2 separate regions of the Mus musculus genome follow, and region 2 is linked to region 1. Evidence: chromatin contacts called from public Hi-C data. All regions are on one chromosome and are shown on one strand. Each heading gives the region's core, a stretch centred on a gene start, on an enhancer-like site or on the middle of the called end of the contact. The rest is flanking DNA. Distances are from core to core; before and after follow the strand shown. Region 1 overlaps Tbc1d22a (TBC1 domain family, member 22a). Region 2 overlaps A930027H12Rik (RIKEN cDNA A930027H12 gene).

Region 1 (7,893 bases), core at 2,237-4,736:
TCCCACACATCAGCCCTGGAGCTCAGGAGCAGAACACCGTGGGGAATCTATGCATGTGTGTGTGATGCACATATGTACATCTGCATGTGCAATCAAGTTCAACAGCAGGTGTCTTCCTCAGTCCCTCTCGACTCTATTTTTGGAGGCAGGTTCTTTCACTGGGCATGAAGCTCACTGAGTTAGCTTGACTGACTAGCCAGCAAGCGCCAGAGATCCTCCATTATGTCTACATTCTAGCATCCAGGGCTGAGATGGCTACAATAGGAATGGTCCTACAGCTCAGATATTTGAATGATTGGTCATTATGGGGTAGAGCTACTTGACAGGGATTAGGAGGTGTGGCCTCGCTGGAGTAGGTGTGGCCGTGGAGGAAGTGTGTCACTGGGGATGGGCTTTGGGGTTTCAAATGCTCAAGGCAGGTCTGTGTGTGTCTCTCTCTCCCTGTTGCCTACGGATCTGGATATAGAATTCTCAGCTAGGGGCCAGGCGTGGTGGCGCACGCCTTTAATCCCAGCACTCTGGAGACAGAGGCAGGAGGATTTCTGAGCTCGAGGCCAGCCTGGTCTACAAAGTGAGCTCCAGGACAGCCAGGGCTACACAGAGAAACCCTGTCTCGGGGAAAAAAAAAAAAAAAAAAAAAGACTTCTCAGCTACTTCCCCAGCACCCCACCTGTCTGCAGGCCACTGTGCTTCCCACCATGGCCGTGATGGATTAGACCTCTAAATATAAGCAAGCCTCAGCTAAATGCTTTCTCTTATACGCATTGCTGTGGTCACTGGCGTCTCTTCACAGCAACAGAACACTGACTAGGACAGAGTCGCACACAGCTATCTGGGAGGCACAGGAGGGAGTGATGAGAATCTGAGGTAAGGATCCAGTGTCCCTCACATTTCTTCCTACTATGAGGAAACATTCACAGCCAGCAGGTCCCATCTTGAGGGTCTCTTGCAAGCAGTCGCAGCCGTTCTGGTGAAGAGGTGAGCTGTTATGATCAGAGGGTAGCACTCTATGGCAACAGGGGCTAAGCCCTGGATAGACACACTCCTGCAGCTCCCAGAGCCAATCTAACTAATCCTGGTAGAGGTCTCACTAACTACGGTGCAGGACTCCCTGGCCTGACTGATGAGGGTGTGGCAATATTCAGTCTCTGTCAGGGCACTGCAGAAATCTGAGCACACACCATGCTCAGTGACACACACTATCCAACATGAGAGCAAGATCTCTGGATGAGAACTCCTGGTCTCTGCAGGAGCCCGCACTAACAGGAGGAACTCTAGAGCCACAGACAACCCCAGCCCCACCCCAAGCCACCTCTCCTGAGCAGCTAGGGGTCTTCTTGGTACTACATTTGTAAAGGAAGAACAACACAACTCCCTCCTAGAAGCCTGAGGAGTTTGAAGAATTTACCATCCAAGGGGCTGGCTGTGGTATTAGCCATACAATGAGCAACAACATGCTATTATTATTAAATGCTCAAGAAAAAAAAATCTCTCCCAGATAACAAATACAGGACGCTCAGCCCAAGGTTTGCAGGACACAGCAAAGAGCTCAAAGCCCCTTCCCCAGGAACAAGACGTCCTGAGAAGTGTTTACTTGTACTGGAGAGGCTGCCACAGTGTGACACCACCAAGCTCCATCATCTCCTGGAGATGAGTCTGTTTCTGATCTGGACCTCCAAGTCAGATATCCTGTGATCCACCACTCTCAGCTCCTCCATATGGTGTGCTGAGGGCCAACACCAGCAATAGCAATGCCCTCGGTCCAGCCAGCTGTGGGCACGTGAGAAGTTGTGTCCACCACTGCATGAGCACAGGGGTGGGCAGAATCCAAGGTTCCTGTCAATCCTTGGATGCCGCCACTAGAGGGCAGCCTGCCTAGACTAAGCAGACAGGAGGTAGAAGGGAGCAATCCCCCATCAGATTCAGAGAAAGCCACCTTCCCCTGTAAACTCGGACTTCCAAATTTGCTACAAATCAAATAAAACCAGCTTCTCACCTGAAGACATGGTAAGGCTTTAGCCCATCAACTCTCAGAAGGCGGTTCTGAAAATGAGGCTATGTAAAAGCCCCTTTCTGAATCTAGCAGGGTGGCCTTAGACTACTATGGATCTGTTTTTCATCTGTAAATGAGAGCACCCTTACCCAGGGGAGGCATGCGTGGGCACTCCTGGCTCCTTTCTGAAGAAGCCTAGGATCTCCCATCGCCTGTGCTCCCCAGTGGCCCTCTTCTTGGGCCCCCACACCAGCCACAAGCCTGGTCCCCAAATAAAGAAAAGACCATCTGGAGCCCACGGGCCTGGGAGGGCCACATCCGCATGAAAGATGGCCGTACAGGCTCTCAAGGCCCAGAGTCCTGGTGCAAACAGGCACACAGCCCTCTTTATTCCAATCCAATCCTTCCTTGGCTCTATTGTCCCTTCATCCCTACCTGAAGGACAAGGAGTGTGGCTCTCACTGACAGACTTCACCAGGCGAAGGTCACCACTGGGAGGTACAGGAGGCTCTGCTATGGGCTGAGGCTCTGGCTCTGGTTCTGTCGTCTTCTGTGAAGGCTGGCTCTGCCTCTGGCTGTGATTGCGCAGGACACGATGTGCTGTCTCCATGACCACCTCAGAGTTCAGGCTCTCTGTCGCCATGGCCAGGAGCTCATCATCGTCTTCACCGGCATCCCAAGCATCACTGGTGTTGCTCTCAAACTCCTGGAAGGTGCTGACCCGCTTGGCCTTCACCGGAGTGGTGGGCACCTTGGGCGTGGACTTGAGCAAGCTACAAAGCAAAGGTGTCTTTACTGTGCACACTCAGCCAAAAAAAGAATCCCAAGGGAGAAGGTACTTCATCTAGATGAGGGTGCCAAGAAAAGCACAAAGTGTGGGCATCAAAATAGGACTTGGCACTGCACAGGCTACGTGATAGGGAGGGAGGCGTTCCAGACAAGAGCCACCAAGCAGCACAGAACTACACAGCAATGGTGCCAAGGCTAGAAAGTACATTCTCACGCTCCCTCCATCTCAGCCAAGCTCCTAAAGCAGCAGCGGACGGGTACAGAGCAAGAGGACCTTGCAGAAAACGGGGCCTTGGCATACACACTCGGAGACAGAATAGTTCAAAGGACGTCCCTCCAAGCTTGACAACAACACATGGCATAGGCCCCAGTAGAAGTCTAGAAATATGACAGACAGGTGCAGCCCTGCAGGGCCACACCAGCACTGGGCTAGGCCCAATACTCAGAAGAGCCACCACCAGGACAGAGAGAGTGCAGGACCGAGGAAGGGTTCAGGTGCGGTGTAAGGACAGTCTGGAGCCACGCTGCCCTCAAGCCAGGAGTGCCAGCTCTCTGCAGCCCCACATCCCACTGCCCAGCTACAGGGGGAACTACTCTCGGACAGTAGTGTCTCACAAAGCAAGTGGCTAGGCCATCTGCTGACTGAGAGAACATTTCCCCTCCCTCTGAACCTCCAATGAGCTGGCAGAAGCAGGTCACCAACTGCCACTTACGTGCCATGTAACAGCGGATCAAACGGTGGGTGCTGGGCTCCATACACATGCTGGATGCTAGGAGAACAGGAAACAAAACGTTAGGGTTTTTGGTTTTTTGGTTTTTCGGGTTTTTTAGCTCTGCTGAAAGCCCAATGGTGAATCAAGAAAACTGCCAGCTCCTCAGCCCCACGCCAGGAAGAGCCACACCCATCAGCAGCTGCATGTCAGCCACCGGGGCTACGGCGCCCACAGGCCCACACACCCCACGATGCTCTGGACCATCAGGGAGCCCCAGGAGTCCTCAGACCACTGGGAACACCGGGTTCCTGAGCCACTGCTCACAAATGTGTTTCACAAGCACGACACAACCTCACAAGGTAACCTCACTGGGAATATCCACCAGATGCGCCTCTGGTTATCCAAACATAAAGAATTTTGTAAAGATGTAATCAATTTAAAAACATATGAGGGTGCGACTCTCCCACCAAAACCAGACAGGCTCAGCCAGTACCCTTGAACCTCAGCTCCTCTGAGTCAGGCATGTCCCTTTGAGGTGAGGCCAGGATATCTGTCACCTCGGCATGAGAAGTCTCAAGAATGAAGCCACCTCTGAAGGCTGGTACAGCAGGAGATAGAGTGGCCCTGTGATGGCTTCCTTGAGCTGGGGTCCAGGCAGATCACCTCCTTTCCCTTCCAGGCACAAGAGACAAAGGAATCCCTACTCATCAGAGCCACTGGCGTCAGACACCCTAACTGACATCCCACTCTGGGGTTCCGACACAAGACCCTGATGAAGGGAGAAGCGTGCAGAGAGACATAAAGAGCAATGTAGGTAAGCACATGCAGGCTTTTTTTTTTTTTTATGAAGTCCTGGGACCATGGAGGGCTCAGCTGGTAAAAGGCGCTAGTTGCCAAGCCTGACAACCTGAGTCCAATCCCTGGGTTCAATCATCTAATGGGGAAAGGAGAAAACTGATTCTCAAAGTTGTTTCCTGATCTCCATCCAAGTGCTGTGGGTGACATGTGCATATGCGCGCACACACACACAAATATGTGTAGTATTTTTAAGTGAGTTAAAAGATGTTTTTATTTTAATAGATCCCTCTCCCCAGATCCTCTCAGATCCTCCCCACCTCCCTCGCAAGAAGAAAGAAGGAAGGAAGGAAGGAAGGAAGGAAGGAAGGAAGGAAGGAAGGAAAGAAAGAAAGAAAGAAAGAAAGAAAGAAAGAAAGAAAGAAAGAAAGAAAGAAAGAAAGAAAGAAAGAAAGATCAAGACAAAACAGAAAGATAAAAAACAAAAAGTGCACAAACCAACCCAGAATACACTTTGTGTGGGCCAGGTACTCTGCAGTGTGGTTGATAAACCCAGTCAGACTCCACTGGAGAAAACAGATTGTCCCTTTCAAATAGTCTCTTGAAGAAGGGTGGGACTTTGTGTGTCCACGTCCCCTTCTCAGTGCTGGAATCTGATCTGGTTTGAACGTGTACAGGTCTTGTGCCTGCTGTCAGCCCCTGTGAACTAATGTGTGGCTCATCCTGCTGGGTTTCCTTGGGGTCATCCATCACCTCTGGCTCTGGGAATCTCTCTGCACAGATTCCCTAAGCCTTGAAGGAAGGGGTCTGATAAAGACTTCCCATTTAGAGCTAGCTGCTCCCCCTCCCTCCCTCTCCCTCTCCCTCCCTCCCCACATTGTCCAGTGTTGATTCCCATCCACAGCAAGGAAAAGCTTAGAAGGAAGTTTTCTTTAAATCCTGGGAATGGAGAGATGGACAGAGAGAGAGGGGGAACATACAGTTCTTGCAGAGGACACAAGTTCAATTCCAAGCACCCACATCAAGCATCTTAAGGCTACCTATAACTCCATCTTCAAATCCCTCTTCTGGCTTCCATGGGCACCTGCATTCATACATGCACATCCCTCCACCACCACACATATAAACATAATTAAAAGTAAAAAAAAGAAAGAAAAGTTAGGATCACTACAGCAACTCAGTGGATAAAACTGTTTGCCCCTAACCCTGACAAACTAAGTTTGTTCAATCCCCAGGACCCATATAGTGAAAGGAGAAAACAACTCCTACAAGCTGACCGCTGACCTCTACCTACATGCTGCGGCACATATATACACACACACAAGCAAATACATAAATAAAATACTTTTAATAATAAAAATAAATCTTTTTTAAAATTAAGTTCTACCTTGCTGACTCTGTGATGTGAAGTATTTCCCCAAATTATTACTTCCTTCTTCTTCAGTTTACTTAAGTCATTTGTTTACCTTCAGTTGTGTTACCTGATGTGTGAGGAGCCTACAAGTAGCATATGTAAATGTAAAAGGCCACTCTGAGGCGGAGAGTGCTCGGACTTGCCTGCAACTCCTTGTAAATCTTAATTATTTCAACATTAAACGTTGTAAACCCCACAGGAATAGAATGAGCTCTGGTTCCCTCATCTCTGGCCCGTGCCACCTCCCTGGACAGCATCACTTCTAATTTCACACTGTGCTGCCATATGGCTACAACATAATGAGTTTACCCAAGGTTGACTGTGAAACACAGAACTGATTTAAAAGTGTTTGTGGTTACAAGGATAGCAATAACACCTCTGGAGAGAAATGGCTACACAGCACTTGATAACCTCCTAAGGACAAAGTCCTGCAATGGGAATGCCCTGGGCATAAGGCACACACTTAAGGAGATTTGGCCATGCTGCCAAAGGACAGTCAAGTAGCTCCCTCTCCCGCAACAAGAGCTGGCCGATGGCCAGACCCCACTAACTGGACAGAAGCAATCTCCACGCTGGCTCTGTGCCTGAGATATTTTTTCCACTGGTACCTCTTCTTTTGTAAACTACTCATATCCTGTGTCCATCTGCTAACAAGGATTCACCTGCTTACTGATTTGCAAAGTGAGAATTCCTTCTGTGTCATTTGTGCTGTATGGCCAGCAAATAGCAGTCCCACCAAAAGATGTCCACATCTAGAACTGTGGGCGTGTTACCCTTTCCTGTACAGCCATCAGAATAGTGTGCCTATCAAAGAGAACAGTAGCCTAGTGTTAGAATGCCCTGTGGTCATTCCTATGGGAACACAGCACGCACTCACATTAAACCCAGTGCTGGTTTTCCCTTGGAAAAGAGGTATACCTGAACCTAAGAAAAGAGAGGCAGGCAGAAAATTCTAGACAGATGGGGCCTGGGAGATGTTCAGTAGTTAAGAGGACAGGAATCTGAAACCCCAGGACTCACATGTAACCCCAGATGTATAAGTGAGCATGGTAGTTCATCTGTAATTCCAACCCAGGGAGGGGGAGACAGAGGAAGCCTGGGACAGCTTGGTTAGCAGGACCAATGGCACCACACCAAACAGTTCTGGTTGACTGACACACCTTGCCTCAGTGAAAAGGTGAAGAGCAATGGAGGAAGGCTCACACTTTACGTGGGTAAGCACAGCTACATAGATTTGAAGTGGGTGGGTGCAGTTATATGGGGCATGAGGGATGGGTGCAGTTACACAGGATATAAAATAGAAGAACTAACATGCTTGCTGAACCCTGACTAGAGCTTCCACCTGACTGGCTGGATTTTCTCTCTTGTACCCCAGGCAATACTCTTTGAGTATTAGTCCCAAGAAGTGCCCGTGAGTACCCATCTCAACTGACCCATCATAACTAACCTCCTGTAGCAGTCACTGACCACAGTAAGACAAAAAAGTGAAGAGCCTTACTTCAGCCCTAACCTTCCAGTCCTTCCAGTGACTTCCAGAACATCCTGAGGCAAGAACCAAGCCCCCACAGCCCTGTGCATTACCTGCATTTTACAGAACCCAGGAGAATCAGAAATGTGCTGTTTGTCAAGGGAGAGAACAGGTATATAGTTACTCAGATCATACACAACCTAGAGTAGCCTTTCTCCAAATCTCAGGGGTGCCTGACCCTGGTGCAGTGTTCTCAAGATGAAGAGTCAAAGGGTCCAGGTTCCAATTCCAGGGCCAACACTTACTGGTTGGTAAAACTCAAAACGAGTCAACTCTCTGGTCCTTAAGTTCCTCGGCCTGGGAGAGGAAATGAGAATTTTTACAGGGTACAGTTGTGGATGTGTGGCGGAGAGGGTTTACCTGGGTGAAGCCTGGCATCCAAACAGAAGTCAAGTACACACCGTGGCCAAGACAGCCACAGTGGTAGCACTTTGTATACAGAAAGTGACCCACAGAGAGCACCTGTCACAACTGCCAATCTCTCTTGCCTCTAATACTCACAGGCTTCTTCTATTCCCAATATATTTATATTCAAAACAGTAGGCAGCTTGGCCTGCAGGGCACTATTTGCATGTCATTTTCATAAAAGTCTCTGCAGCATTATCAAAGATTTCAGGCCTTTCCCTCCCAGCAGAACAGGAAACTCATTAATTCTTCATAG
Region 2 (7,893 bases), core at 3,901-6,400, 970 kb before region 1:
AGTAAGCACGTTACTGACTGAGCTATCTCCCAGTACTACACCTGTTCTTTGTAAGTGACACTGTGGGACTAGTCTGAAAGCCAGAGGGCCCAAGCCAGTGTCTGCTGTCCCACTGTGTGATTTTTCAGTGATTTCCTTAAACTGTCCTTATAAAAGTTGTGTTATTTATCACGTGACCACTGACGTCCCTCCTGGATTGGTATAAATGTCAGCTAAGCACTAGGCTGAGATTTTCTTCAGTGTCTTTCTATGCATCTCCCTACTTGGCTGTGTGTCTCTGGGTGTGTCAGCACCCATGCTCTGGTGGACGTTTGACAACTCTGGCCCAGCCTCATGGTGGGGCTCCTCAATCTACTGAGACACAGCCAACAAACCATGCTGTAGACTTGTTTTCCTCAGAGCTGTGAAAGAGTTAGTTCTTCAAAGTCCTTCCAAGTGTTCTCCACACTCCATGTTAAGGTAGGAATTTAGAAGATGTTTCACCTTAGGTGAGTTTCCCATACTGCCCTGGGCTGTCATCCCGCTGGGCTGTCAGGCAGGACGATGCACAGAAGAATTTCCCTTCAGGGTTCATTTGGAATACAGATGCAGAATCTTAAACAGCAGAAAGACTTAAGTAGGAAGGAAGATTATGTCCCCAGAGTGGAAAGACAGGGCCTCCAGCACTGACAATCTCTAATTGTACAAACAATGGGAAACTATTGATGCCCACCTGGCATGGTGGGCAGGGAAAAAGAGAGAGGCACCTGAGGGGGACAAAAAAGAAAAAACTCCAGACAAACAAACAAAAAAATCCTCTGCAGATAAGGAGGAAAATTACATGGATGTGTGTGGCTGATCGAGCCTGGAGTGACAGGCACCTTTTGGAGAGTGACAGTCACTGCAGTGGTACCTGTTGGAGCTGTGCTGGTGACTGCAGAGAGATGAGCAGCCAGGAAAAGTCAGCAGCTGGGTTGAGGTGCTGAAAGAACATCTGTGAAATGCAAGTGTTCAGTGTTCTCCTCTGAGGATCGTCAGAGACTTGGCTGCGGGCAATGGTATGTGAGGAAGCGATCACCAACCACAAAGCTTGGGAAGCGGAGTCCTGCCTAGGAACAGAGAATAACAGGACCCCAGAGACACAGGCCACATGGGGTGAATGTCAGGCAATGTGCTCTAAAATCAGAAGGCATCCTGTCCCTGAGCATTTACTGAAATAGGTCAGAGTCTAGGGGATGGGATGAGGGACCATGTAGGTGGAGGCTGTGGTGTGACTCTGAATGTCTCTCAGCACATCTGTCTTAGTTAGGGTTTCCATTGCTGAGAAGAGACACCATGACCACAGCAACTCTTATAATGGAACTGGGCCTGGCTTACTGGTTCTGAGGTTCTGTTCATTGTCATCTCAGCATGAAGCATGGTAGTATCCAGGCAGGCATGGTGCTGGAGGAGCTGAGAGTTCTACATGTTGTTCCAAAGGCCAACAGAAGAAGACCATCTCCCATGTGGCTAGGAGGAGGGTCTCAACGCCTATTCCCACAGTGACATACTTCGTCCAACAAGGCTACACCGACTACAGGGCCACGTCTTCCAATAGTGTCACTTCCTGGGCCAAGCATATTCAAACTACCACATCGGATAACTAAGGAACAGTGGCTGAATCCCAGTGCCTTTGCAGAGAATCTACACTATCCAGGCATGAGAGTCCTGGCTGTGAAGGAAACAGACATCCACAAACCTTTGGGAAAGAATAGACAAAATGCCAGGTAGCCATAGGTAAATGTATGTGATGGGCTTCAGTGCACTGGGTACTGTCTGCTGTGGAGAAAGCAGCGCCCCGAGGAAGGTGATTCTAGAACAAGCTTCAGAGAAGTTGCAGAGACTCTAGCTACTTTTTGAGTAGAAAGAAGGGAGACGAAAAGGATGTATGATGGGGTATGATAAAGTAATACAGTGTAGACAGAAAGGTTTCTGGGAGAGGAGAAAGGCCAGCTCCTGTGGGAACTGGGGTAGGGCTGTGAGAAGTAATGACTTTAGCTTCTAGTTTGGGTATGATTTGGTATTGAGGAAGTCTATGATAAAGATAAAGTGTCATGACAGACACAGGGAATAGTGGGCTGGTTTTCATCAGCATAAAGCACCTAAGGCTGGACAATGTTGAGGAAAACCGGTTCATTTTGACTCCTACTCAGTCTAAGCAAGAGGGGGTGTCCTCGAGACAGCTTTCTTGTGGTAAAGTACCACGCCAACACAGGAGGAAAGCCGACCCATGCACCTCTTTTGATCTCTCTCCTCACCGAGTTCACTTATGGGGTACACTTCCAGAGATCTTCCTTTAACTTTCTAAATTCAAACATAACCCAAAGCCCCACTTCTAGACATGATGTTGGGGGTATATCCTAAGACCTTGTGCATGCCACCGTTGAGCTAATTTATAGCCAGCCATACCAATTTTTTATTCTGCATCAGCATCTCTAGAACGCCTCTAGGCTGGCCATGTATGCTCTGTAGCCAGAACAGGCCTTCAGCTATCTTCCAGAATAGCTGGAATCAAAGGTCTGTGCCACCAGGACCAATTCAGATTCCTGCACGCTTGCTTGCTTTCTCTATTAGACACACACACACACACACACACACACACACACACACACGAGAGAGAGAGAGAGAGAGAGAGAGAGAGAGAGAGAGAGAGAGACAGAGAGACAGAGAGAGAAAGACAGAGACAGAGACAGAGACAGAGACAGAATGCCTGAGTCTGGCATGGGCTTTAGAAACCTCAAAGTTTGCCCCCAGTAACACACTTCCTCCAGTAAAGCCACACCCAGCAAAGCCACACCCACCTCCTAATCCTTCTAACCTGGTAACCAAGCATTTAAATCTATGAGCCCATGGGGCCATTCTTATTCAAACCACCACACTGATACACAGGGAATTATTACTAACAAAATGAAGAGGGAGGGAAGGTAGGTTGAAAAAGGAGCAGTGATCATTGGCAAAACCAAACCAAACCAAAACACACATGACTCTGACCCGCAGGTCCCTATACCTCACACAGAACACACGAGTAATACTCTTTGCAAGTCTACTCCAACCATTACAAAAAGCAAGTCATTTCATGGCAGATTGCCATGTTCAAACGCCCAGTGCTTTGTCCTCTGAGAGCAGAACCCAGTCCTCTATCTACAGGGCCTTGGTCAACATCGGCCCTGTTCCCTTACCCTGCTGCCCCTTGCCAGACCACACACCAACATTTCCAGGCATGGCCTTCAATCTCTTACTTTCTCTTGTGCCTACCTCTAGTTACCTTTCTCTCTGCCACGAGCCCCTTGCCATTTTATGTTGCTCCTTTTGATAATACGGAGGTCTGTGTCCTGTTGGCCTTTTTCTATGTCTGTGTTATAAGGGTAGTGGGGTCTGTCTTTTCCACTCCCCACTGTGACCACCACTCTGTACTCTGCCAGGTAAGCATTTTCACACACTCCTGAGGTAGGTGGTGAGTTAGCCTGGGAGCTGACATTTCCTCTACTCACTGATGAGGTCAGCTGTGTCCCAATGGTCTCTGAAGATGTCCTCTGCCACTGGCCAATGACCACAGCATTTGGCCCTGGGAGTGCTCAGTGCCTGAATTCCATTCAGTGGTATGAAAACAGGCACAGGAACTCAGCTGCTCACATGTAACTTTATGTGGAGACACGAAGAACTGAATCTCGCATCGCAGTTATGTGTCAGGAAACAGCAGCTTTAAAAAACACAATGAAACACAATGCCTCCCCCCCGCCCCCCACCAAGGGACAAAGACAGGGATCATCTAATACAGACCCTGCAAGATCCACTGAAGAATGGAAAGATATGAACGTTTGTACGCTCCGACTGGCTAAGTAGCTATTGGAGCTCTTCCTTGAACTGGGAGAGAGGGGATCAGAAAAATGAAGATGTATAGCCTCCACCCAGATGCCCTGCACATCTGTATTACCGTGTGCAGGCTTCAGGACAGGGCATTTGGTTAACCCTATGGCCCTGCTCTGCCAAGGGGAAGGACCCTTGGGAATGTCCCAGCACAGACACTGATGAAGAGTGCCCCATGGGGGAAGGGGGCAGGACAAGCACAGAGCAAGTCAGCGTGGCTGGCCCAGGGCTGCAGGGAGGGCACATCTTCAGCAGACAAATTCACGGGGGCGTGGAGTCTTCCCATGCAAGCTTCAGAGGAAGCCTTGTGAAGTGCCCTCTCTGTCACCACAGGCAGATGGGTGGAAGCTTCTGCTGGCAGATAGAACAGAACAGCCTAAATGACAGCGAGGGGCTCATTGACTCATGGATCTATATCAAGGTGGAGGGAGGTCTTGTGTGGAGTGCACCTGTCCTCGCCCTGTCCCTGTCCAGTGATTCTATCAATGGCTTGGATAAAGACCTAACAGGGCCGCTTGTCAAATTTGCAGATCAAAGCTCAGGGGGTGGCTAATGTGGTGGAAGAAATACTCTGGGTAAGGCAAGCCTCCTGACAAGCCAGAACAATGAGCTGCCCGAGCCTAGACAGGATTCAGCTGGGTTGAAAGCAAGGGCCTCCTCCATCACTCGCTGCCTATAGAAACCAGCATATCTCAAAAAATACCAGTCACCCGGTCTCTAAGAGCTCTGCCGCCTCTTGTTCCAGCCTGGGGACATTTTACAGGGTGACCCCATCATCCCTAGGAGGCTAGTCTGATAACAGGGACTGGCCTTGGAAAGGGGACTGGGCTTCCAACGTCTGAAGGATCACAGCCCCAGCCAACATCACGCATCTTTCCGTGGATGCTGATTGTGGAGGAATCAGACGGCAGAACAAGCGAGCATGTGTGCATGCTGATGCTGGGGAGGGGAAGCCAAGGGAGGAGGAGGCAGGCTGCTGGCCAGTTGAGAGTTGTTCTCCCATTGGACAGCTGTCCCGAGAAGAGTTTCTTCCTTCGCTTGGTCAGTCAGCTTGAGCGTTCCAGGTGAATGTGACAGGAAACTAGCTTTTGGCTAAATTTAAGCACCGTTTTTTGTTTGTTTTTTTGTTTTTGTTTTTTGTTTGTCTTTTCATTTTTCTTTTTTTCAGACAAGAGCCGCTGAATGAGACCCGCACTGTCTCCTGGGCCGTACATTCTGATGCTGGCAGAAGTGGGCATGGCCCGAGAGCCATCTGTCCAGGACCCCAAGGGATTCCTTAGTGGCAGATGGAGCCACAGCAAGCTGCTATCTAAGTCGAAGCTCTACAGATGGGAAGGCTGAGGCCTGAGGGGACAGGAAGTGCCTGAGAATAGCTAACGGAGCAGCCAAACCTGGCGGGATCCCAGGGTCTGACTCTTTGAGATTAACGGTTTTTTTGGTCCACTCTCCTAGAGGCACCGATGAGGCATGCACAAGAGACACAAAAAGACGAGTGTGCATATGCTGAGCCTGGGAAAGAGAATGGGTGAGACACAGCTACTCCCTGTGAACTGGGATTCAAGCAAGCACAGTAAGATCAACTGGTGTTGAGGGATCCCGTTCTCTGCAGAGATATAAACGAATCAATGCCCCTCTCCCGGGGCATCAACGGTAAATGAAGTACAGTTCTACCAAAGTCCAGCTTTAGGGGGTGACTTTATGGGGCTTATTTACAGAGCCTGCGTGGGCAGTTATTTAGAGTGACTCAGGACTCCACAGCAACCCCACCACTATCGCGTAGGTGAGGATTTTTCTCACAGCTGCATGGGGTGGGGTTCACCTTCAGTTAATCCTCCACACTCCATATAAGTACTCCTGAGCTCACACCAGGCCCTGTGCAATTAGGTCAAAACCAAATACAGCTAGCTGGGAGGTTCAGGAGAAAGCAGCTGGAATCTGAGATCGGGTCAGATGGCCCTGTTCACCGCCTCCTTCTGTGAGGGGACGCCAGCAGGCAACAGAGCAGATCTTGAGGTTCTCTTACAAGTGGTCACAGCTGCTCTGATGAGGGTGAAGGCTGTCTCCCTGGGTCCGGAGTATCCCTTGGGATGAACAAAGCTCGGGTACCTGGCTACCATGTCATTCGGAAGTGCAAGGTACATGGGAAATAGGTCAGTGCCTTTCTCGTGGGAATGTCTTCCATAAGACTGCACAGAGAGCAGAACTGGGTTCATGACAACCCAGCCTGAGATTGTCAGAAGCTCAGAACACCCAGAGTTCTTTTGCTAAACTCCACACTTTGATGTGTGATTCCTTCAGTTTATAAAACCGAGGGCAGGATGGCCGTTCCTCGGGAATCAACCTGTGACGACGTTCACATGTGGCATGCCACACGAGCAGTGACAGATTGCTGTGTCTGAAATCCTTCACATCCAAAACAAATCAAGTGGAGACTAAATACTTCTGAACTGAATTTTCAAGGAAAATAAACAGCCAGGGCCATGCTGAAGAGCCTTCAAGGTCAGATTGGCTGATTAGGTCCTGGTGTTTCTGAAGGGTTGGAATGGTGCAAATCCAGAGACAAATCACCGTGGATCTCAGCCCCCTTGACAGTCAGCTGTTGACCGCCTCAGGGTCTGACCTAACAACCTTGTAGCTTTCACTTGAAACCTGTGGGGCACATCAATAGCTTTCACCAACTTGTGAGCTATAGGTGCTCTGGGGCAGCATCATATAGGTGTGTTCAACCTCCCACAACAAAAGCTCCTCCTTGAAAAAGTGCATAATTTAGTTTTGAAAGAAAAAAATTAAGATTATGTTTTGAGTACCTTTGTGATGTCATGTTGGGCTACATGTGGGCTATCTTGGGCTACGTGTGTCACTGTGGGACTGAAGTTGGACAGGCCCCACAGGAAAGATTTTCTTCTTCTCTGTCAACTCCTGCTTGGTGTTTCCACGGACATGTTTGTCAAGAGCCTTGATCTGTGGGCTGTCTTTTTTTCTTCTGTCACTTTAAAGCCTTCATGAGACAGTTTCTGCACCAGAGCTCTCCTGAACACTGCATCTGTGCTCCCAGGGCCCAGCCACTCACTCATAGATTTGGCTCAAGAACACGTTTTATCTTCTTCTCTTTGAGGCAGGAGCTGTGTGGTGCCAACATGATCCCTCAATATACTAAAGCAGCGTGCCCTGCTGGCCTAAGCATGGCTGTTCCTCAGGTCTCACACACACACACACACTGATAAAAACTAGTAACAACAGAAGTAACAAAAAAAAAAAAAAACACATGCAAAGAAATGTGGGACCTCATACCCACCCCTTTACACACTCGAGGAAGTAATTGTTGCCACCTCAGTGCGGGTCCCTCCCTCTCTTCACATATTAACACCCTTGCTTTATTTCTTAATGAGGTGGGATCCGAAGCAGGCAAGCCTGGTGTGACTGCGGGCTGACAAGGAGACACTGGGTGCTGGCTCCTATTTAGAGATGGTCCCTAAGGTCCTATCATTCCGTTTAAAAAATGGTCCCTAAGGACTTGTTCTGTTTTCTAACTCCAGATGCAGTGTGACCAGCAGCCTCAAGCTCCTTTCTGGATGTCCTGGTCATGATGGACTGTACCTCAAACTGTAAACCCAAATAAACTCTTTTTCTCTTAAAAACAAACAAACAAAAACAAGCAAACAAACAACAACAACAACAAAAACCAAGACAAAAACCAATGAGAATTTCAAACACATGAGGCTACGTGTACACAGGTGTTTCTCCAGGACACACTTGGCTCCCTTAGGAACACCTCAGAGGCTCTGTTTCCCTAAGCTTGGACACACCTGGCTTAGAACCCCGACTTCAACAGGAGCACCAGGGGTCTGCAAGACCTAGGAGATCACCACTGGCAAGGCTCAGGCAGGTGTATATGGCTAGCAGAGGAACCACCTTCACACAGTGAAGCTGACGGCAGGAAGAGGATGCCCTGAACACAGACTTAGATGTCTTAGGAGCAGTGTCCACCTTTGCCCCTGTCTGTAGGTC

Evidence for each region. Hi-C and Micro-C count contacts between places; a contact is called where the count stands out from the background.
Region 2: a contact with region 1 is called in a Hi-C map of cerebellum, with 2.7 times the contacts expected there. The contact joins two enhancer-like sites. A contact is called at or near these places in 7 of 484 Hi-C or Micro-C datasets (cerebellar granule neurons, cerebellum and embryonic stem cells) and 1 of 9 other capture datasets (pancreatic islet).

The regions. Positions count from the first base shown.
Region 1 is chr15:86,230,389-86,238,281 of GRCm38.p6, reverse strand. It overlaps Tbc1d22a (TBC1 domain family, member 22a), which reads right to left. Exons shown (of 13, transcript NM_145476.2): 2 at 3,496-3,552; 3 at 2,429-2,766. Among named protein-coding and RNA genes, the nearest start is that of Tbc1d22a, 20 kb to the right of the region's middle. Within about 2 kb of position 3,486, at least 39 of the 459 cell types and tissues checked have an H3K27ac peak or open chromatin away from gene starts, as enhancers often do. A contact at or near this core is called in cerebellar granule neurons and cerebellum, where this site is marked.
Region 2 is chr15:87,197,783-87,205,675 of GRCm38.p6, reverse strand. The region is part of intron 2 of A930027H12Rik (RIKEN cDNA A930027H12 gene); the gene reads right to left. Among named protein-coding and RNA genes, the nearest start is that of A930027H12Rik, 100 kb to the right of the region's middle. Within about 2 kb of position 5,150, at least 10 of the 459 cell types and tissues checked have an H3K27ac peak or open chromatin away from gene starts, as enhancers often do. A contact at or near this core is called in cerebellar granule neurons and cerebellum, where this site is marked.